Regions from separate parts of the Mus musculus genome. Here all the other regions are linked to region 2. Evidence: chromatin contacts called from public targeted proximity ligation data. All regions are on one chromosome and are shown on one strand. The core of a region is the stretch at or near the end of the contact, and the rest is flanking DNA. Distances in the headings are between cores, read along the strand shown.

What was found.
Region 1: a targeted proximity ligation map of memory CD8 T cells shows a contact between it and region 2, with 78 read pairs. A contact is called at or near these places in 3 of 484 Hi-C or Micro-C datasets (bone marrow-derived macrophages and macrophages), 4 of 130 datasets of targeted methods (CD8 T cells, bone marrow-derived dendritic cells and memory CD8 T cells) and 1 of 9 other capture datasets (bone marrow-derived macrophages).
Region 3: a targeted proximity ligation map of bone marrow-derived macrophages shows a contact between it and region 2, with 6 times the contacts expected there. A contact is called at or near these places in 1 of 484 Hi-C or Micro-C datasets (bone marrow-derived macrophages), 7 of 130 datasets of targeted methods (CD8 T cells, the SCID.adh cell line, T-cell acute lymphoblastic leukemia and 3 more) and 1 of 9 other capture datasets (bone marrow-derived macrophages).

What each region holds. Positions count from the first base shown.
Region 1 is chr19:11,105,193-11,109,216 of GRCm38.p6, reverse strand. Ms4a20 (membrane-spanning 4-domains, subfamily A, member 20) reads left to right here. Exons shown (of 7, transcript NM_027058.1): 5 at 3,421-3,540. Among named protein-coding and RNA genes, the nearest start is that of Ms4a20, 24 kb to the left of the region's middle.
Region 2 is chr19:11,354,196-11,358,192 of GRCm38.p6, reverse strand. No RefSeq gene overlaps it. Among named protein-coding and RNA genes, the nearest start is that of Ms4a4a, 19 kb to the left of the region's middle.
Region 3 is chr19:11,556,471-11,560,680 of GRCm38.p6, reverse strand. Ms4a4d (membrane-spanning 4-domains, subfamily A, member 4D) reads right to left here. Exons shown (of 7, transcript NM_025658.5): 7 at 2,215-2,804. The coding sequence ends at 2,664. Among named protein-coding and RNA genes, the nearest start is that of Ms4a4d, 22 kb to the right of the region's middle.

The DNA.
Region 1 (4,024 bases), core at 12-2,511, 250 kb after region 2:
AAGAAGAAGAAGAGAAGAAGAAGAAAAGAAGAAGAAGAAGAAGGAAGAAGAAGAAAAGAAGAAGAAGAAGAAGAAGAAGAAGAAGAAGAAGAAGAAGAAGAAGAAGAAGAAGAAGAAGAAGAAGAAGAAGAAGAGGAGGAGGAGGAGGAGAAGAAGAAGGAGGAGGAGGAGAAGGAGAAGTAGAAAGAAGGAGAAGGAGAAGAAGAAGAAAAAGAAGAAGAAGAAGAAGAAGAAGAAGAAGAAGAAGAAGAAGAAGAAAAGAAGAAGAAGAAGAAGAAGAAGAAGAAGAAGAAGAAGAAGAAGAAGAAGAAGAAGAAGAAGAAGAAGAAAAGAAGAAGAAGAAGAAAAGAAGAAGAAGAAGAAGAAGAAGAAGAAGAAGAAGAAGAAGAAGGAAGAAGAAGAAGAAGAAGAAGAAGAAGAAGAAGAAGAAGAAAGAAGAAGAAGAAGAAGAAGAAGAAGAAGAAGAAGAAGAAGAAGAAGAAAAGAAGAAGAAGAAGAAGAAGAAGAAGAAGAAGAAGAAGGAAGAAGGAAGAAGAAGAAGAAGAAGAAGAAGAAGAAGAAGAAGAAGAAGAAGAAGAAGAAGAAGAAGAAGAAGAAGAAGAAGAAGAAGAAGAAGAAAAGAAGAAGAAGAAGAAGAAGAAGAAGAAGAAGAAGAAGAAGAAGAAGAAGAAGAAGAAGAAGAAGAAGAAGAAGCAGCAGCAGCAATCAGAACACCCCAGTGGGGCACAGTGCCCTGCCCACTTCTGCTCGCCCATCATGGTTAGTCACAACTCTGGAAGCTCACATACATGGATTCTGGTTCTGAAGGTTCCCATGTTAGCTGTGCAACCCTGAGCAAAGTACTTTACTAACCTGAGCAAACACGGAGAACACTAGCAAGCTAAAAACTTCGTTCACACGCCTGTAAACCCAACACTTAGGAGGCAGTGGTAGGCAGATCTCTGTGGGTTTAAGGCCACTCTATTCTACAGACCACGTTCCAGAACAGCCAGAACTTCACGGAGAAAGTCTAAAACAAACTTTGCTCTCTCTTTCAGCTAAAGTTTTTTTTCCCCAAAGAGCAGAGGCCACTTTGCTGAGAAGAAGTTTGCCAACTATGATTGTGGGGAACCAGAGTCTGGTTTCCTTGCCTTTTTACCACCACCTAAGCAGTCACTGTTAACATCATGTTCCTTCCGAGTCTTTGTTCTAAGCTCGTAACCCCAAAGTATTGTGCAAGCATGTGTACACAGAGCTAAATATCTGGCGTTGCACTTCCAGAGCAGTAACTAACACAGTTGACCTCAAAACCTTGACAGTCCTCTTGAGATTTTGCTAGTTCCTGACTCAGTGCCAGCTCATATTCAGTTTCTGTTTCTGTGTGAAGGCTGGTTTTGTTGTGGCACAGCCATGGTAGCAGATAGAAGTAAATATGGCCCCTTGGCTGGTTTTCAAAAAATTCACCAAGCATGTTGCTTCTTTTTCCTGAAGCATGGTTGTGTATAGAGTCTAAGTGTCATTTCCAAGCCACAGTCTGCAGCCTTTGGTAAACCTAAACACCTCTGCCAGCCCCCTTCCTCTCCATACTACCTTAAGGAGCAAAGCCTACGTTTCTTTTCTATGCAAAGCCAGCCTGGTCCCTTCTCTGGAAGCAGCTGGCATCATTCCAGTGTTTTTATATTCACATAAGCTTACTACTTTTTATAAATATCTTCTTAGTGGAAGGAGTGAGTAAATATAATAGATGCCTGTTAGGATTTAGAGATGGTTTGGTTTGGTTTGGTTTGGTTTGGTTTGGTTTGGTTTGGTTTGGTTTGGTTTGGTTTGGTTTGGTTTGGCTTTTTGAGACAGGGTTTCTCTGTGTAGCTATGGCTGTCCTGAAATTCTCTTACAGACCAGGATGGCCTCGAACTCAGAGATCTGCCTGCCTCAGCCTCCCCAGTGCTGGGTTTAAAGATGTGCACTGGCACACCCGATAGGATTTAGATTCTTCATCCTTAGAAGAAGTGCTTCATTGGGCCAGCCATGGCCGCCCATGGATCGAACAGAGTGGGATTTCCTCCTGGTTTTCATAGCAGACGCTTAAAATTAAAACTAATTTCACTAAAACTTAAACTGACAAGGAAGGCACAAAGGAGATGACTTGGTGGTTTGTTAAAGCCCTTTGCTGAACTAACATGAGAGCAGAGTCCAGATATCTGAAACACATATAAAGGTCACCTGCCATTGCATCCTCAGAAGGCAGTGGATCCCCAAAACAAGCTGGATAGTAAGACTAACCAGATCAGTGGATTCTGGGCTTGACTGGGAGACTCTGCCTCAGTGAATAAGATGGACCTCAGGCCTTCTCATGCACACATTCATGCACAAGTACATGTATGTATACACACACACACACACACACATGCTTGTTTATGCGAGCATGAAAATGGGAGAAGAAATAAATGAATGAAGAAAGTCTTTAAAATAGGAAGAGAACTTCCTGCTACGCAACTTGAAATTCCTGTGTCCCTTTAAGTCCTTTGCTTTGATTTGCTGTTAAATCACTCCCTCTTCCCATGACCACAACTCATGGTTCAGCTCCTCCTCAATGAGACACCTTCCTTCATAGTCCATACAGTGTCCTTCGGGTCCCTTAAAAGAGTTTGGTGGCTTTTCAAGGGAAACTGGGACTTAAATACTGAAGTGGCACAAATAAGCCTGAAAATTCCTGAACTTGAAACCTGTTGATATCATGGCATTTATTAAAATTCATTACATAACAAACAGAATATAACTTTTCTCCCCCATTATCATTACTCTAAGGTTTCTTTTTTGTGTATGGAGGTGGTTTGTCTGCATATGTATCTGTGCATCATGTGAATATAGTGTCCTCAGAAGAGGGCACCAGATCCCCTGGCACTGGAGTTACAGACAGTTGTGAGCTGCTGTGTGGGTACTGAGAATTGATCCTGGATCCTCTGGAAGAGCAGTCAATGCTTTTAACCACTGAGTCATCTATCCAGTCCCTGTTGTAACCTTCTGACGCTTAGCACATTACAGACACTGTATATAATGACATCCTGACGAGCACGTGTACTGTGAAACGTGTTGTAAAATAAAAACTTTTTATGCTACTAACTTCTAGACAAGTTTGGAGTGAAGTTTTGATAGTAACCACACTTAATACACTTACAAAATGTTAGATTTTACAAGTTGTTTTTCGGACAAGAGAGTTAGAGAGATGGCTAAGTAGGTAGAATGGTCATTGCACAATCATGAAGACCTGAACTAAAATTCCCAGAACTAATGCAAGTCAGACACAGGACCACACCTGCAATCCTACTATGTCTAGGGTGAGATGAAAGATAGAGAATCCCCATGTATACACACACAGTAAATAGTGCTCTAAATCTGTTTATTCTATCCATGACTTCTTTTTATTTTTTTAATCTATTGCAGCATATGTTTGCAATTATAACAAACATCATAAGTATCTTCGTGGCTATATTTGGTTTAATTCTACTTGGATATGAATTTCCAATTTTTGAATCAATAGGAACTGAATACATTTGGTCAAATGTAAGTACCAATTTTAATAATAACTCAATAATAGTGTTAGATAGAACTGAAAAAAATATTACAAATGGCACACAATGAAATTGCTCTAAAATACGTATGGATAGAAGAACACTAGTTTGGAAATTGCTACGAAATCCTAGAAGTCATATAATTGTTGGGAAGGGCCAGAGAACTTGCCGAAGTAAATACCAAAAGTTATTATTATGGTATTATAATAAAATCACGTAGTATTTATACAAAGAAAAAAATCACCAGCTTGTAGCAGAAACAGTTGAGATAGAGGAAACCTGATGTGCATATCCAGACCCCCCAAAAAATAGTTTTTGAGAATTTCATACATGAGTACAGTATATTTACCTCATTCTATTCCACCTCTCCTCCTCTCCTTTCTCTTAGCTTCATGACCTCTTCTCCTGCAATCATTATTGTTTGTAAACTATTGAGTCCATTCAGTGTTACTCATGCATATATGTATTTAAGGCTG
Region 2 (3,997 bases), core at 888-3,387:
GTGAGTTTAAAAATCAAAACAAAACAAACAACAACAAACCCACAAAGCTTTACTTTCATTTTGTTAGTATTTTCGGAGTTTCTTTTTTTTTTTTCTTTTTTTTTCCTTTTTTTTAAAATTTATTACGTATTTTCCTCAATTACATTTCCAATGCTATCCCAAAAGTCCCCCATACCCTCCCCCCCACTTCTCTACCCACCCATTCTCATTTTTTTGGCCCTGGCGTTCCCCTGTACTGGGGCATATAAAGTTTGTGTGTCCAATGGGCCTCTCTTTCCAGTGATGGCCGACTAGGCCATCTTTTGATACATATGTAGTTAGAGTCAAGAGCTCCAGGGTACTGGTTAGTTCATAATGTTGTTCCATCTATAGGGTTGCAGGTCCCTTTAGCTCCTTGGGTACTTTCTCTAGCTCCTCCATTGGGAGCCCTGTGATCCATCCAATAGCTGACTGTGACCATCCACTTATGCGTTTGCTAGGCCCCGGCATAGTCTCACAAGAGACAGCTACATCTGGGTCCTTTCGATAAAATCTTGCTAGTGTATGCAATGGTGTCAGCGTTTGGAAGCTGATTATGGGGTGGATCCCTAGATATGGCAGTCTCTACATGGTCCATCCTTTTGTCACAGCTCCAAACTTTGTCTCTGTAACTCCTTCCATGGGTGTTTTGTTCCCAATTCTAAGAAGGAGCACAGTGTCCACACTTTGGTCTTCATCCTAGTTTCATACAGTGTATTTTGATCATATCTACCCCTACTCTCACTTCTCCCAGACCCACTCCCTCTTTACCCACCCACCTTTGTGTTCTCATTCTCCTTATATCTATAGTTTAACACACCAATGAGAGTAAAGTTCATCTCTCAACCCTTATTAGAGAAGCTTCCTTTTGCCCTAAATAGAGGTTAACACAGAGACCAAGAGCTGATCAGAATGCAAATGATAAGGAACTGAAGGCTTCCAAGCTCTAAATGGGACATCTGTCATACCCCCTTCTTCCAAGATTCAGGGGTCACTGTAAAACAGGGAGCAGAAAAACTGAAAAAGAATAAGAGAAGAGGATGACTGCAAAATCTTTATACGTTAATTGTCACGACTATTTGCCATAGTGATGGAAAGTGGGCAACTGTAAATGGATAAATGCTTTTAACGGAAAATATGACAGGAATTTATAAAATGAAGGCTGGGACTTGAAAGGTTGGCTCAGTGGTTATGAGGGTTGGCTGCTCAGTGTGAGAAGATGTGCTTAACCCTGAGAGGCGCCAGGGAGGGGAGAGGTCTGGTGAGATGTAGGGGAACATCCTCTTGGAGATGGTGGGAGGAGGAATGGGATGAGGAACAGTCAGAGGGTGGACTAGGAGAGGAATAAAGACTGGCCTGTAAAAAAGATTAAATAATAATAATCTCTCACTGTTATTCTAAATTACTCTTCATATAAACAACGATGGAGAATAACATTAGTCATGCTGTGTTGGCATATGTCTTGATCTGAAAACCTGTATCATAATTAAATAATTAATGATAAATGGTAGATGTGCTTTATTAAAATTAAAATCAGTGTATAAATGGAGATATCCCATGGTACTATTCTGCAAACATTAAAGAAAAGGTTTGAACTAACTTCTTTAAATTACTATTATTTAAACATGAATAAATATACATGGCAAACTGCTAAAAATTAGTAAATGAAAACTAATTAAAGCTATTAGAAATTCAGCAAGATAGCTAGTAAAACATTTTATAAACAAAGTGTGTGTGTATTTAAGTTAAAATGTTCATTTGATTGTTTAAGAATTGAATAGAGACTTTTGTTTAAATACCAAAATATTTATAAAGCATCTCAGAGGAATACCATTAGGAAAGGATGTGAAATATACATAATAAACGTGCCTGAAGTAACCATGGTGAAACCAGAAAAACAAAAACATAAACAAACAAACAACAACAAAAAAAAACCTCTTGTGGAGATCTTTTTCCAGGTTTCTGATAAGGCAGAGAAACTACATAAATAAAGCTAAGAGGATCAAGCAATTGGTGTAGCTGTGCCAGATCAAAAGGAAAGAGTGCCATTTCACAGATGACACTTGAAAACCAAGTATGAAGATGATTACAGAAAGTGAGCAAATATTTCAAAGCATTGAACAAAGGCTTCCTGGGTGGTACCCACCTGTCAGAACCTGAGTAGCACGGCGGGTGACCCTCACAGCCCTCCCAGTTCCTAGGAAAGAATTCAATATGAAGTCACAGATTCAAAACACCCAATTTTGTGGTCAGGTAAAGGAAGTTAAAATGAGATCAGAAAAGCAAAGTGGTTTGGCTCCCGCCTATGCTCTTCCGGAGAAGATTATTTCTCAACGCTGGCTTTGATATCTGACACATTGAAGGCATAAGAGTCTTCACTACACGGTGATGGTAGCTTGTCCTACTTGTTTGGCATGAAATTGTACAATAACGCATTCAGTAGAGTGTCCAGAGCAGAACATACAATAAAAGCTATTATTTGTGTTGATACTGATAGATACATATTTGTACACCCTGTCCCAAAGTGGGTCCCCATCTGTAGTCTTCAAACGTAAGCTCTTGTTACAAATGTGAGGCAAATCAAGCTAAAACTCTAAACATCCTTCTCCTTATCTGTCTACAGATGAATGGAACCTGCCACCCTTGAGTGACTTCTCTGATTCTTACCTAATCATTAGAAATCTGTGTTCTAATGAGTAATCGACAATTAATTGTTGGTCAAGCCTAATATTTTAAACTCAAGTTATATCCTGAATTTGTGGGAAAGTTCAAATATGATTCTCTTATTCATGTAAATATTTTAGCCATTTTAAAAATCAACTCATAATGTTTAATTTACTTCTAGAAGGCTTTTTAAAATTAAACTTATATAATGAATTTAACTACTAGAAATTTCTTTTTCTTTTTATCTTTGCAAATGTATGTGTGGTACATGTCTGCGTTTGTGTTCATGTTAATACATTTGTACATGCACATGCCACAATATGTGTGAAGGTCAAAGGACAACCTCAGACATTGGTCCTCACTTTCTACTTTTCTTGAGACAGGATTTTTGGTTTCCTGCTATATAGATTTCAGGTTAGCTGACCCAAGTCTCCATGTCTTCTGCCTCCTTCCTATCTCTCTTCTATCTCTCTTCCTATTTCACAGCAGGAAGGACTGAGATTACAGATGGGTCACCTCCATTTTTGCACAGGTTCTGGGGATCCAAATTCAGATGCTCATACTTTCCCAGCATGTGCTTAGCACACAGATTTGATAGCCTGGATGAAATATCTTAAACCTCAGGATAAGAAATGGCCCGGAAGTGCTGTGGAATGCAGTGCTCTAGACAGCATATAGCTGTTATACACATTAAATCACAGAATCTGTAGTTATGTCTTTAGGACTTGCAGGAGTTCAAGCAGGTTAAAATTTCTAGCATACAGTAGAGAGCCCTGCTGAGCCCCATCCCTAGCTGAGGAACTAGTGGCAATTCATAGCTCCTGGGGGAAGGACAAAACGTTTTCTTTGGTGGCTGTCCACTGATAGTTTTTCATGCCCCAGTAGATGGCTACACCTTTACGAATGTCAGCACGCTCTCATCATTGCTCTTGATTACTTTGACACTTGAGAGTAAGACCCTATCACTGAAGACACAACACAGGAGCCATCCAACATGACTGAATCAAGCTGCTAGTGACCTGGGAGCTTCATCCCTATTGGCTAGCTTTCAAAGAGCTATAAGGTCATATTCTCTAATATTAAACGATGGATTTTTAAAAAAATACATGAAAATGAAGGGAGATGTGTTGGGAAGGGCCTGAGGATGAGATGGAGGGATGGAGTGGGGAGTAGATATGATCAAATACATTTAGGACTAGAGAGACTGCTCAGTGGTTAAGGGCAGTCGCTGCTCTTACAGAATATCAGAGGTCAGTTGCTAGCACCTATGTCATAAGAACATTAAAGAAGGGAAAGGGAACATGGGTAAATAAGA
Region 3 (4,210 bases), core at 126-2,625, 200 kb before region 2:
ATAGATAGATAGATAGATAGATAGATAGATAGGATAGATAGATAGCTGAATATGTGAATATGATGGCTGTATATAATGTACAACTACAACTATAGCTCTTGAGGAGTCTAAAAAGAAATGAGACAAATACTACTGAATTATCTAAGTTTGGTTTAATTCTTAACATACTTCCTCCTTTTTCTTTTGTTTCAGTTTTTTTTTTGTGTGTGGTTGTAAACATTCAATAAAAGCCCACTTCTATTTACATGACTTTCCAAAAAGGATGACTATAAGATTGTGACACAAAACAAGAAAATAGGAGTAGATTCTGGAACTGCTCAGAAACATTATTTTGAGATATATTCTCTCTGGCTTGTGTGTAAAATTTCCCAGTTAAGCCAGCCCACTCTTTATCCTCTAGAACTCAGCATCCACAGTGATTCCTGTCCACTGTAGAACCACAGGCACCTCTGTAGGGACACAGCTGACTCCATCAGGACATTAAAGCTGTAATATCTCCTGTCATCTTTCTGTGTTACATGAGACAGAAAACAGTCTTTTAGACTGCCTCACTATGGGCTAAGCATCTTGTCCTCTAGAGAGAAGGTCAGAATTTTATTTTCCTTAAGTGCTTTCAGAGGAAGAGTGCAGACAGGATAAGAAAATTGAATAAATTATTTACAGTTTTAGGAAATGCAACCTTGCTGCTGTGGGAAAAATAATGCTTCCCTTCCTCTTCTCACCTTTTCTACTATTCTATTCTCTTGATAAGGGGAGAAGTTAAAAAAACCCCAAATGCTTCAAATGGAGAGGGAAAAATGCAGTATTTCATAATACCATCAGCCTTGCTCATAATGTCTGTGGCTTATTGGGCAATAGGAAAGATGCAGCTGAGAATACAGCCTGGCCACTGCTGTGTGCTGTGACCAGATTCAGAGAACAAAGGGTTGAGAGCTTAGCATAAGCACTTTCATAACTGACTGGGACATCCCATCCCTAGCTGAGAACTCACTTCCTGTGATGAGAACAAGGAAGCAACAGCACACAAAGAACAGAGAAAGAGCTGCATGGAAGGAAACTGAGAACTGAGAGAATCAATGAAATCTTTGTGAGTGTGACCCATTGCCAACAAGAAGCACTGCTGTGGGCTGGTCTGACTTTATGGGTGGGTATCTGAGGAACATTAATGAGGAAAATGTTTGTTTGGTTTGGTTTGGTGTGGATTTTGTTTTATTTGAAACAGCTTCAGATCAATCATTATCTTTTTGGTCTTGAATTAATTACTTTGTAGTTCTTGTCTTATGTAATATTTTTAATGTCCCCCCACCCCGTACTTTTTGCATTTTATGTGTTTTTTTTGTACAATGTGTGTATGTGCATAATTTGTGGGCATGTGTCTGTGAAAGTCAGCAGAGGGCATTGGATCCCCTGGAACCTGGGTTAAGATTGTTGTGAGTCACAATGTGGGTTCTGGGAACTTAAACCAGGTCCTTTCCAAGAGCAACAAGTACTCTGAACTACTAAGCCGTCTCTCCAATCCCATTTGGTATTTTTTTTTAATGTTTTCTTTCTGAGAACTGTCTTGATATAGCTATATTAAAAGTTAATTTAAGATAATTAGTAAATAGCATCGGGCCTAAGTTTGGCTCCTGGAACACATCAATACCTGCAGATGTACCCTGGATGCTTGGAAATATGCAAATAATTTAAATCATGCTATGCCAAATTAATGCAGGATCTAGACTTATTCTATAATGAATAATAAACATTGACACATACTTAGAATCAATTTATCTAAGAATGTACTGACAATCTTATTTCTTTTTGGGAAATTTAGCTTAAAAGCAGTCTTTGGACTTTGCCTTTAACCAGAAAGATAAAGTGAACATTCAACTGGAAGACAGTGAAACCTTCAACGGCAACCTTTAGTGACTTAGTTTCACAAGTTAGGCCTCATATCTGAAAGATTCAGCAATCTCTAAAAAGAATGGCTCTACTTGGAACCAAGTGTTTAAATATGTGAGCTTCAATCCTCAATAATAAGTAACTTTTTAGGTCATATGTAATATATACACATATGTGTATGTATACTCTCTATATCCACACAAAATATATACTATATATGTACAGTGAGATGCACTATACTTATATAAATATACAATGTATATAGATGCATATATGTGTGTGTTTGTGTGTTCATGCATGTGTGTGTATTTAAGGTTCAAGTGCTCTGATTTCAATCACTTTTGTTTATTGTAACTTTTCACCATAACAATTAAGGCATATACTATTAAGATGAACATTCATGTAGGATTAAAATTGGTTGCTATTATTAGTAAGGTAATACACCTGCTGTCTTACATAGTTTATGTGTCTGTATATGATCGTGAGCAGCCAAATTTATTTATTTAGCAACCCCCCCCCAAAAAAAACCCATGAACTCCATTCTTCACTCTTTGGAGACTTCACCTCACTAAACCAAGGTTTTTATCAGTTTACATTAAAATTTTTTTTGCCAATTAAATTCTTCTTGTACATACAATGAATAGAAGATTTTAAAGTGTTATTGACTTAATAAATGCTTGACTTACTTATTTAGAGCATGTCTTATATTCGTACAAAAAGCCAAATGCATACACATGTGCACACACACACTCTCACACATGAAAACACGTACATCAAAATTAGACTATTTCTCCTGGTTGGTTCCTGTATAGATTTTCTGGAACATTTTTCCCTTGGCATTCTGATGGTGGCAATGGTTGAAGTATCATGGGGGGTGCTGTCACTGTCACAGCAGAATTTGATGGTAGCACTACAAGAACCTGTGGAATGAATCAAAATGTCATTGAGTCATCCAGGATAGTCAGCACTTCCATTTCCTTACCTCATAATGTTACCTTTACTAGTGCCTACACTGTGGCTACTCAGTTGAATCAAACACCACACTGGGTGGTGTCTGGGCCACCTCTTGGATCATCAGGTGGCAGAGATTGAGCAGAGATGTGTGCAGCTGCATCTTAGAGCATCTGCCTTCTGTACAAATGGCTTACTTGAACCAACGTGTCACAGGGAACCAAATTAGTTTGTTCCTGTTGTCATTAGCACATCCAAACATTGACATGTTGGCCATGAATAAAGTTCAGCACCCATGACAGTAGCCCAGAATGACAGAAGCATAATGACACATGGAAATATATTCTGTCCCTTACAATCAAGGGGCATGTGCCAGCAGTAGAATGCAGAGGATACATCCTTAAGCAAATCAGGCTCCTAGGCCACTGCATTTATGGATTAACACACATGAGGTCAGTAGAAACAGCAATTGCTGGATTTCACAAGCTTCTTATACAAACTTAGAAATAGCTTATCTGGCATACTGTATTCATGATCTAATTCCTGGCTATTTTCTCCTCCTATGTACTTTTCTCCTCCTATGCATGTGACTTTCTTCTCCCTATGTGACATACTTCTTCCTCCATGTTCAAGAGCATCTGCAGCAGGTCTTGGGTTAAGACAAAGGCCAGGTGTGCAGAAGCTGAAAGTTTTCGAGAAACAACAGCCCAATCAACTCTGTGAACACCCTTTAGACAGGAGAATAGGGACTAGAAAGGAAGAATTATAGTGGAGGGAATGGGGCTGGATTTGATAAAAGCAAATTAAACGCAAGTAGGGCATACTCAGTGTGAAAGAAACCAGTACACAAAAGAAGACTCTAAGCTCTTCTTCACCTTGGCTTCATCTAAGGAGGACAGCATACTGTGTGAGGTTATGGGGCAGTGAGAGAAACAGATACAAACAAAAAGACTGGGTCTATAATGATCCTACAAAAGGTGCTTTATTCTGTGGCTGGACACTCTTCAGGTTCTTTGTATAGCTCACTAGTGCACTTCCATTCTTAGGAATGTTTTTCTTTTTTTGATAAACTATCTCAATTTCTAACATGAGTCCCTGGTACAGTCTTTTGCTCTACAAATCATGAATCTGGAATTGGGTGACCTCTGAACTCAGAGCAGTAGATTGGCACTCCTAAATATTTTTTCCCAAACTTTCTGGCCTTCTGTAGTCTTTCTCTCCATCTTCATCTGCCTGGAGGATGAGGGGATTTTCAGCTTGTCTGTCCTTTTTTGTTTGGTTTGGTTTGGTTTCCCTCCCTCAAAAGTGTCCTTCCTACTCTGGCTTTAAACTTTGTTATTAATGAAACTAGGAAACCTAGAGGGAACCTCAGTTT